2 separate regions of the Rattus norvegicus genome follow, and region 2 is linked to region 1. The links are chromatin contacts, called in public Hi-C maps. All regions are on one chromosome and are shown on one strand. The core of a region is the stretch at or near the end of the contact, and the rest is flanking DNA. Distances in the headings are between cores, read along the strand shown.

Region 1 (4,062 bases), core at 627-3,126:
GGGCACTGTGCCGAGGGCATCAGATGTTGGATTCACTTTTCAGCTCTAACAGACAAGTCAGGGCTAACATTCGCACGGAATTACTAAATCCCAAATTTAGTAACTTAGGAGCACTTGGAAAACTGGATGGTTTAATTTTCCTTGGGTCTCAGTTTCTTTATCTTTAAGATGGAGAAAGATAACAATGTCCCCAGATAGTCCTGAGGTAAGCCAAGTGTTTATAACCACATTTGTGCCATAGAGCAAGTTCAGTACATGGCAGCTACTTACTATCCCTCATCTCAATAAACACTAACAACACTTCTGAAATAACTGGGAAACGAAATGACTCAACCAAGACTTCACAGCAGGGCGGACAGGCAGACCCTGCAGCAGGACCAGGCTCAGTATTCTGTACAGCACTGCCCCCCAGTGCCAGAATAGAAATTCACAGCTATCGGATGCCAGGGAAGGCAAACACTACTACAAGTGTTTTTTGCCTGCAAACGCTTCAAAATAGACAAGAAATTAGTGTCCACTGTCTCCTAGCTGTGGACAGCTACCGAGCTAGTTTCTTTAGGGAAAGGACCCGGGTAGCTTTCTTAGGAAATAAGGAAACCTCATTTCTGACTCTGTTACCATACCGAAAATTGTGCAACCAGGGCAAGACACTCTCTGGGGTTCAAATGATCTCCTGCGCCCTTTCCATTTCAAAATGTATGACTCGATTTACAGGGGAGTGGGGTGGGAGGGTTAAAACTCACTTTAACTTTAAACTAGTAAACGAGGCTAGATAAGCATTACCTGGATTAAATAAAAAAAATGTAAAATGTCAAAAAGGGTTTTAAAAAACACGCACTCAGTAACTTGGAACCAAAGACATGAGACAGACCCCGGATTTAATTGGGAAGGAGGCAAATCTGCAGGCAGACATCTAAAGCCTTGGGTGAATTTCTCTATTGGAAATTGTACTAAGAAAACAAAACATTCTACAGGGCAAACAAATGAGTCTCCCCTCAACAGGCAGCTGTAGGCAACAGCCAATCACTGTGGTATTGAAACAACAGAGGCAAAATTATTATGCAAGTGGTGGGGGTTTTGTAGTTGTTTCTTTCCTCCTGGTCTTGGCTAAAGAAATCGTGCTGGTTTTAAGATTGGCATTTGCTGGGTTGCTTATGCTTTCATCTCTGCACGAAGTGTTCTTCAGAAGCGCCCATGGCAAAATAATTCAAGCTTGATGAAATCCAGAGCAGAGTCGCTGAGAATCAAAGCCTCTAGCATCACCATTTGGGCCAAGTTAGCCAGGGGGCGCGGGGGCTGGCGTGGGCTCCAGTGTCCCAGAGGGCGCTGGCCGCAGTGAACCACAGAAGGTATGTATTTGGGAAGGATGCGCTCCTAACTGCACGAGGCAATTGGGGGTAGGGCTAGTCTGGAAAGGGCACAACCTGCGAGGCCTGAGGTACCAGGCTTCACCTTAGCCTGCGTCCTGGGTCACGGCTGACTGCTCCACGCCCCGAGCTAGCAGCCCTGTACCCTAGGCCTCCCCCGCTCGCCACTTACCAGCCGTTGACCTCATTTTGGGAGTTCACATCCACCCCGCTCTCCACCAGTTTCTGCACCTCCCGAATGTCCCCCAAGGCCGCTGCCTCCCGCAGCCTCTCCTGCTGCTCCTTCTGCTCTAGGAGGGCGCTCATCTTCCCCAGGGCCCCGGGCCCCCGGCCGCCCCGCCCTGAGCCTGTCAGCGCCGCCGCCGCCTCCGCGGCCCGCTCCCGGCCATGGGGAGGGAGCGCCGGGCTCGCCCGCCCCACTCGCGCCTCCGCCCGCGCCCGGCCCGGGGCCTCGTGCTCCCTCCCGCCCACCGGCAGATCCCCAGCTGCTCGAGGCCCGCAGGCCCAGGCCTCCACCCCCGCCGCGCCTCCGAAGGCCGGCTCCGGGGGACCCTATTCAGTGTGACAACATTGACCCAGATACTTTTCGTTCCCACCCGCGGCCCCGCCGCCCCGGCCCGCTGTTTATGTAACCACTGCACTGGATTATCTGCTGTGATTCATTGGCTATTTTTAGACCTCCCACCCCACAGCTTCCAGCGAGGAGGACAGACACAGGAATAGTTGGGGGGGCGGAGGGACCCGACATGTTTGAGAGCCAGAAAAGCCGTATCCTCTGGAGCAGGCTGTTTAGTAGGCATTAAAAATAATTGGTGGGTTTCCACCCCCACTCCCCCAAGTTTGGTTAGCTCTTTTTCTATCTGAGTCAATTTTTACCCAGTAGGACGGGAAATGGGCTGAAAACGATCCCACTATAAAATATGCCCATTATTTGCAGAGATTAGATGACACTGTTCTTATTTTTGTCAGTGCTTGGGACCATTCAGCTAGAATTACTTCAGTTATTGTTTTATTTTTACCCCTTATCGTTTTTAGACAGAAATTCTTCCAACTTGGCTTTCATGAAAATTAACGTTGCTTCTGGTTTATAAAATGAAACTCATTATAGCTTTTAAATTATAATTATTCTCGGAGTCATGTAAGGAAAGACGACCGGGAGTGGGGGTGGGGTGCTTAGTCATCCGGGTCCTGATCCTGGGCACTGAGGGTAGAGCTATGGGGTGTTCATAAACAGCGGTGTGCAGTACTCCTTGCCTAATCTAGTTAATGATGTTCAGAGCCTTTGATGGCACTGTTCTACTACCCATTGGGAGAAACAGAAAATATTATTTTGCTGAGCCCAGGTGCCTTGGAGAGATCCCTGATGTGGCACTGGTGAGAACTTTGCAGATGGGGTGAGAAGATTAAGGGAAAACGCCCTGGGGAGGCAGAGAGGAGGGCCTGAACAAAGAGGAGATAAAACACCAAGGGATACATTTAGGTATGGAGTCTTTATTTGCATTTTTCGGGGCTGCCGAGGGCACACAGCATGCATTTGTCTTGTTACTGTTTAAGAAAAAGCAACGTCTGTTTATTAGCACACGGTAATTCACACAGCGCACACTGCACACCAGGAGTGATGAATAGCAACTGACTATAAACACTTAAATCTACCCCAGTGGCAAATTGGACCGCTGCTTGAGCTTATACTTTCGTTTGTTTCCCCAATTTAAATTTTAATTCTCAGATCCAGCATAGTACTCCATCTGAGGCTGATGTGAATGGCATTGAGACTCTATTAACACAATCTGAGGGACAATAAATAGCAATCTTTAAAGGGGGGGGCGGACAATTTACAAAGATCATAGTAGGCTGCTGTTAATAGCTTAATAGAAGAGTATTTACCCAAACAAAGTCCTGGGTTTCATCCTCCAAACTGTAAAAAACAAACAAACCATCAAAGTCAACAGCAGTACCCAAAATTTATGGTTTTTTTGTTTGTTAAATTTTCTTTCCTTAAAAGAATTCTATCTGGGCTGAAGAGATAAGCCAACAGTTAAGAGCACTTGTTGCCCTTGTAAAAGGCCCAGGATTTATTCTCAGCACCAGCATGGTGGCTCACAACCATCTGTAACTCTAGTTCCAGGAGATCTGATGCCCTCTTCGGACTGCTTCAGATTTAAGCACAAGCACACGCACGCGCAAACACCCTGGCAAAACACATGCACATGAAAACAAAACAAAAACCAAATAAAACTTAAAAGGGAAAGAAACAACAGGAAAGGCAACAGAATGTGAGCCAAGAAAATAAGCCAGGAAGCAGCGTTCTCCCTCCGTGGCCTGTTTTTCAGCCCTGCCTCTGGTTCCTGCCCTGGCATCCTTTGACAACAGACTATAAGCTGAAAAATGAATAGCTAAGAGCTGGACAGTGATGGCACATGCCTTTAATTCTGGCACTCGGAGGCAGAGGCAGGTGGATCTCTGAGTTCGAAGCCAGCCTTGGTCTATAGCAAAGGCTACACAGAGAAACCCTGTTTCAAAAGAAAGAAAGAAAAAAGGCAAACTTAGGTCCTCAAACACTCTTGGCAAGTACCTTACTGCCTGAGCTATACCCTAACCCTAACCTAACCCTAATCTTAACTCATTTTTTAAAATCTATTGACTCAAGACAGTTGAGCGACTTGTTTGGGTTTTTTTTTTGTTTGTTTGTTTGTTT
Region 2 (4,062 bases), core at 417-2,916, 290 kb before region 1:
ATTTGCTCATTTGTTCAGGTCTCTGTCCAGCAACACGTGTGGGGACTGAGTGCCTTCTCTGGGGAGGTCTCTGGCTAGAGAACACTAGTGTGGGAGCAAGGCCCTCATAGCCTGTCTCTGTTTCTCAGTGGTGTCCAGGACTAGAAAGGTTATGCAGAGCAGACCCTTCTTTGCCCTAAGGACAGACATCACTATAATGACCACATGCCTGGAAGAAATGGTTCCAGATCACTTTCCTTGGGCCAGGCTCAAGTAAATCTGGCCGTCTTCTGGAGAAAAAGGGTGGACATGCAGTCAAGGATGCTAGGCTGTCCGCATCTCAGAGATAAGTCTGACCACAAAGAAGTTCTGGAACCCATGGGGGGGGGAGAACAACCGCTACTTCTATTTGCTACCTTCCAAGTATTTGCATTATGATTTTAATACTCCTAAGTGTATGAAACTGGAACCATTAACACCATCTTATAAATGAGGAAATCTAGACACAAAGGTTGGCTAGTTAACTTGCCAAGGGCATTCAGTTATTGAGCAATGGAGCTGGGATATGAACTGGACACGCCACTCAAACCACCATACTACACAGCCACAAAGGGGGTGGGAGGGAGGAGAGTCGTGGGGATTAGGCCAGATGCCAAGGGCAAATATAATCCCTTAACAGCAATAAGGAAAGTGTAGGTCATCCAAAGTGAAGCTACCATGAAACGTTAGAGCTAGGGAGCACAGAGTTGAGTAAGCACTGATAGAGGATATAGTCCATGTTGGCAACAAATGAAGTGTATGATGTCCCTAGGGCCTCAGGCTTCCAAATGGGATTGGGGGTGGAGGGGAAGGGAGGGTGGGGCGCGATTCCCAACAGTTACAGTGCAGTTGGGACGAGACCTTACCAGTCCTAGAGAGTGATTTCACTTTCTTCAAGGAGGGCCACCTCCAAGCTGGGATTGCAGGCTTCTTAGAAAAAGCTGGGTTCGGCGCCACACCCAGGTTTATCTGGAGGCCTACTTCCTGGGACCAGGTCATTCATTCATCCTCAAACACATTCAGCAACCCTTCTCACGGGTTTCCACTTTAAGGCCCAGCACTAAGCTGGACGTTGCGAGAGCTTCCAAAACAAGGGTAAATTCATTACTGGCCACTAAAAAGCCCAGGATCGGATAGGTAGAGCTACCCTATCTTCTGGAACTGTGCCAAAGTGACACGTGTACATCGCAATAAGAACACTAGGACCGACCGCAGCCTCCCTGGAGACCTAGTTTTGAAAGATCGAGAAACTGAGGCTTAGGAAAGGGGGCCTGTCTGCGTGGGGCCGGCGTCAGGAGTAGGTGGGCTCCCAGGGCTCGTGGGATGGTACTGACCAGCTCCTTGACGGGGACCTCATTCAGGTCGCTGAGACTCAGGTCCAGCTCATTGCCGTCCAGCTTGTCGCGGAGGTTCCCGCCCTTGCTACCGGTCTTGGTCATGATGACGCCGGCTAAGCGGGTCCCTGCTCCCGGTTTCCGACGGGCAGGAGAGAGGGCTAAGAGGCCGCTCGTGGGCTCAGCGGATTCGCACCCAACGGACCACGCCTGCGCCTTAAGTCGCCGCCGCCGCCGCTGAGAGGCCTCCGCCACCCGTCCGCTTGCCCGCCGCACTCCAAGTGCAGGGCCCCGCTCCCACCGGTGCCGCCGCGACGACGACCACTTCCGTGTCCACGTCACCTTCCGCGACCACTGAGATAGGCCGGGCCAGAGAGGCCCGAGCGTGTGCCGGCGCGCCCTCTGCCGTCCAGGCTGGCGAACTGCAGTTGTGGAACGCCACCTCTGCTGGGAGGAGTTGAGTTGCTAGACGTGGCAGTCCAGAGGCATCTGGAGCAGAAAGGACTGAAATTGCACTTTACACGAATTGGGTTTGCATCCGTCATGAGATCATCCCTATCCTCTGGATTAGGAGCCAACTCTGAGGGTGTCCTCCAAAATTTCTCCTAGTTCTCTTCTAAATCCGGTTACTGTTAAACTACCTCTTTCCTCTTCTGCTTCAGCCTCCAGCCGTCCTCCACCTCTGTAATCTCAGCATGAGAGGCAGAAGGATCCCCACCAGTTAGAAGCCAGCCTGGTCGACATAATGAGTTCCAGGCCATCCAGGGCTATATAGCAAGAACCTGTCTTCAGAAAATGAAGGGCCAGCCAGCAAGATGGCTCATCTGGTAAATGTGCCTCCCACCAAGACTGCCAATCCCTTGGACCCACAGAGTAAAAGATAACTGACTCCCTCAAGTTGTCCCCTGATCCCCTGATTCTTACGCCCTGGCATGCACATGTGTGTGTATACATACACACACTAAATACATACATACATACATACATACATACATACATATATACATACATAATTTAAAAATGAAAAGCAAGTTTCTGTTAAATGGATGAAGCATTTTTACCACTACAAATCTTATTTTGCCCCTTTTTTTGTGCAGGGGTGGGTATCTATAGATGTGTGTGGTGTCTGTGCAGGTGTGTTTGTGTGAACATGTAGGCCCTAAGTTGACACTGATTGTCTTCCCTGATCTGCTTCCCACATCCTGGGAGAAGAGACTGAGAGCATGCATACCCACCAGACTTTTATGTTGGTTTCCGGGGACCCAAGCTTTGGTCTTCATGCTTGAGTGACACGTGCCTTCTGCTGAGTCATCTCTGGGAAGAAAATCATCTATCCTCAGCCACACACACGGACTATTTTGACTTAAAGTCCTGCTTCTCTTATCTCATCCTATTACTCCTACCCCCCCCCAAAAAAACGTTTACAGTTCACACACATAATTAGCATATACAGAACTTGCCATTTAGGGGTTCCTCTCTCTCCATACTCCAGTTTGAACTGGAGGCTAGGAAGTAGTCCGATAAATTATAATATGCCATTTCCTAAGGTCTGGGTCAAATTTTTGTTATTGATTAAAGATACAGTCAAGAAGGAAGTCCAGTAGAATGAAAGTGGAGCTCTCCACAATCACCTGCAATAGAGGGGGAAGGATAAAATGGAAATCTATTAAACTTGGGCTAGAGAGATGGCTCAGCGGTTAAGAGTACTTCCAGAGGTCCTGAGTTCAAATCCCAGCAACCACATGATGGCTCACAACCATCTGTAATGAGGTCCAATGCCCTCTTCTGGTGTGTCTGAAGACAGATACAGTGTACTTATATATACAACATAAATCATAAAACAAACAAATCTATTAAACAGGCCCCACCCCCAAAGAGCATCCTCCTTGAAGAGAAAGGTAGGATGAAGCTGAATCTTCCAAAGATTTGGGAAGCTTTCCTTAGGATGATGCATTCTTCCGGCTTTGCCTTGAGGTAGACACCATGACTTCTCTTTATTCCCCCTTTGTCTTTATACAGAGTCCCTCCATAATCTGTGTCCCCTCTCCTGGGTGTAGAGAGTGGCTTTGAGACACTCTCTAATTAAAGAACCTGGCCTCCTTCCAGTGAGCTCCCTGTGAAAGGCGCTGGCACATATATGGTTTTTCCACTTGCATGAGAATCGAGGTAGAATTGGTAGCTATGGCCATGAGTGTCACAAGCATTGTAGGAGTAAAGTCCTGGCTGGCACATGCCCAGTCAAGTGAGCCGAGGACATGGCAAGGTGTCATGGCTTCTTCCTCCTCACACTCTGGTAGGAAATGGGAAAGGAGCAAACCACAAATTATTTCAAATGGGCAACCCAATCTGGAGGAGATTCTCTGTAACTAAAGAAGGGTTGTATCAGCTTATGTTACAAAAAGAGCCTTAGACATGGGCTGGAAGAAGTTGTGAAAGGCCAATAGTGGTGAAAGGGAGCCATCATGAATGACTTCTATCCCTCTTTTGGAGTTATGGATTCCCCACCCCCCCAACCCCTACCCTTACCCCCTAACCTCCACTCCTGAGACTAAGGACAGCTGCTAAGGACAGGCATCTGGCAGGGATGTCCCTGCATGGAGGCCCAGAGAAGCCTAGATTGTCTTGAAGGCAGATGCAAGAGTTTTTGAGATACCTGCTAAGGAGAGCCACTAGCAGAGGTGGGACCAGCCCAAGAGAAAGCAATATGTTG

What was found. A called contact is a pair of places that touch in the nucleus more often than the background predicts.
Region 2: a Hi-C map of Schwann cells shows a contact between it and region 1, with 5 times the contacts expected there. The contact joins the promoter of Lrrc59 here to the promoter of Ankrd40 in region 1. A contact is called at or near these places in 3 of 12 Hi-C or Micro-C datasets (Schwann cells, frontal cortex and liver).

The regions. Positions count from the first base shown.
Region 1 is chr10:79,776,780-79,780,841 of GRCr8, reverse strand. It overlaps Ankrd40 (ankyrin repeat domain 40), which reads right to left and starts at 1,876. Exons shown (of 5, transcript NM_001134699.1): 1 at 1,540-1,876. The coding sequence starts at 1,673. It overlaps LOC134480857 (a long non-coding RNA gene), which reads left to right and starts at 765. Exons shown (of 3, transcript XR_010055747.1): 1 at 765-1,349; 2 at 2,711-2,847.
Region 2 is chr10:80,066,766-80,070,827 of GRCr8, reverse strand. Lrrc59 (leucine rich repeat containing 59) reads right to left here and starts at 1,666. Exons shown (of 7, transcript NM_001008280.1): 1 at 1,353-1,666. The coding sequence starts at 1,457.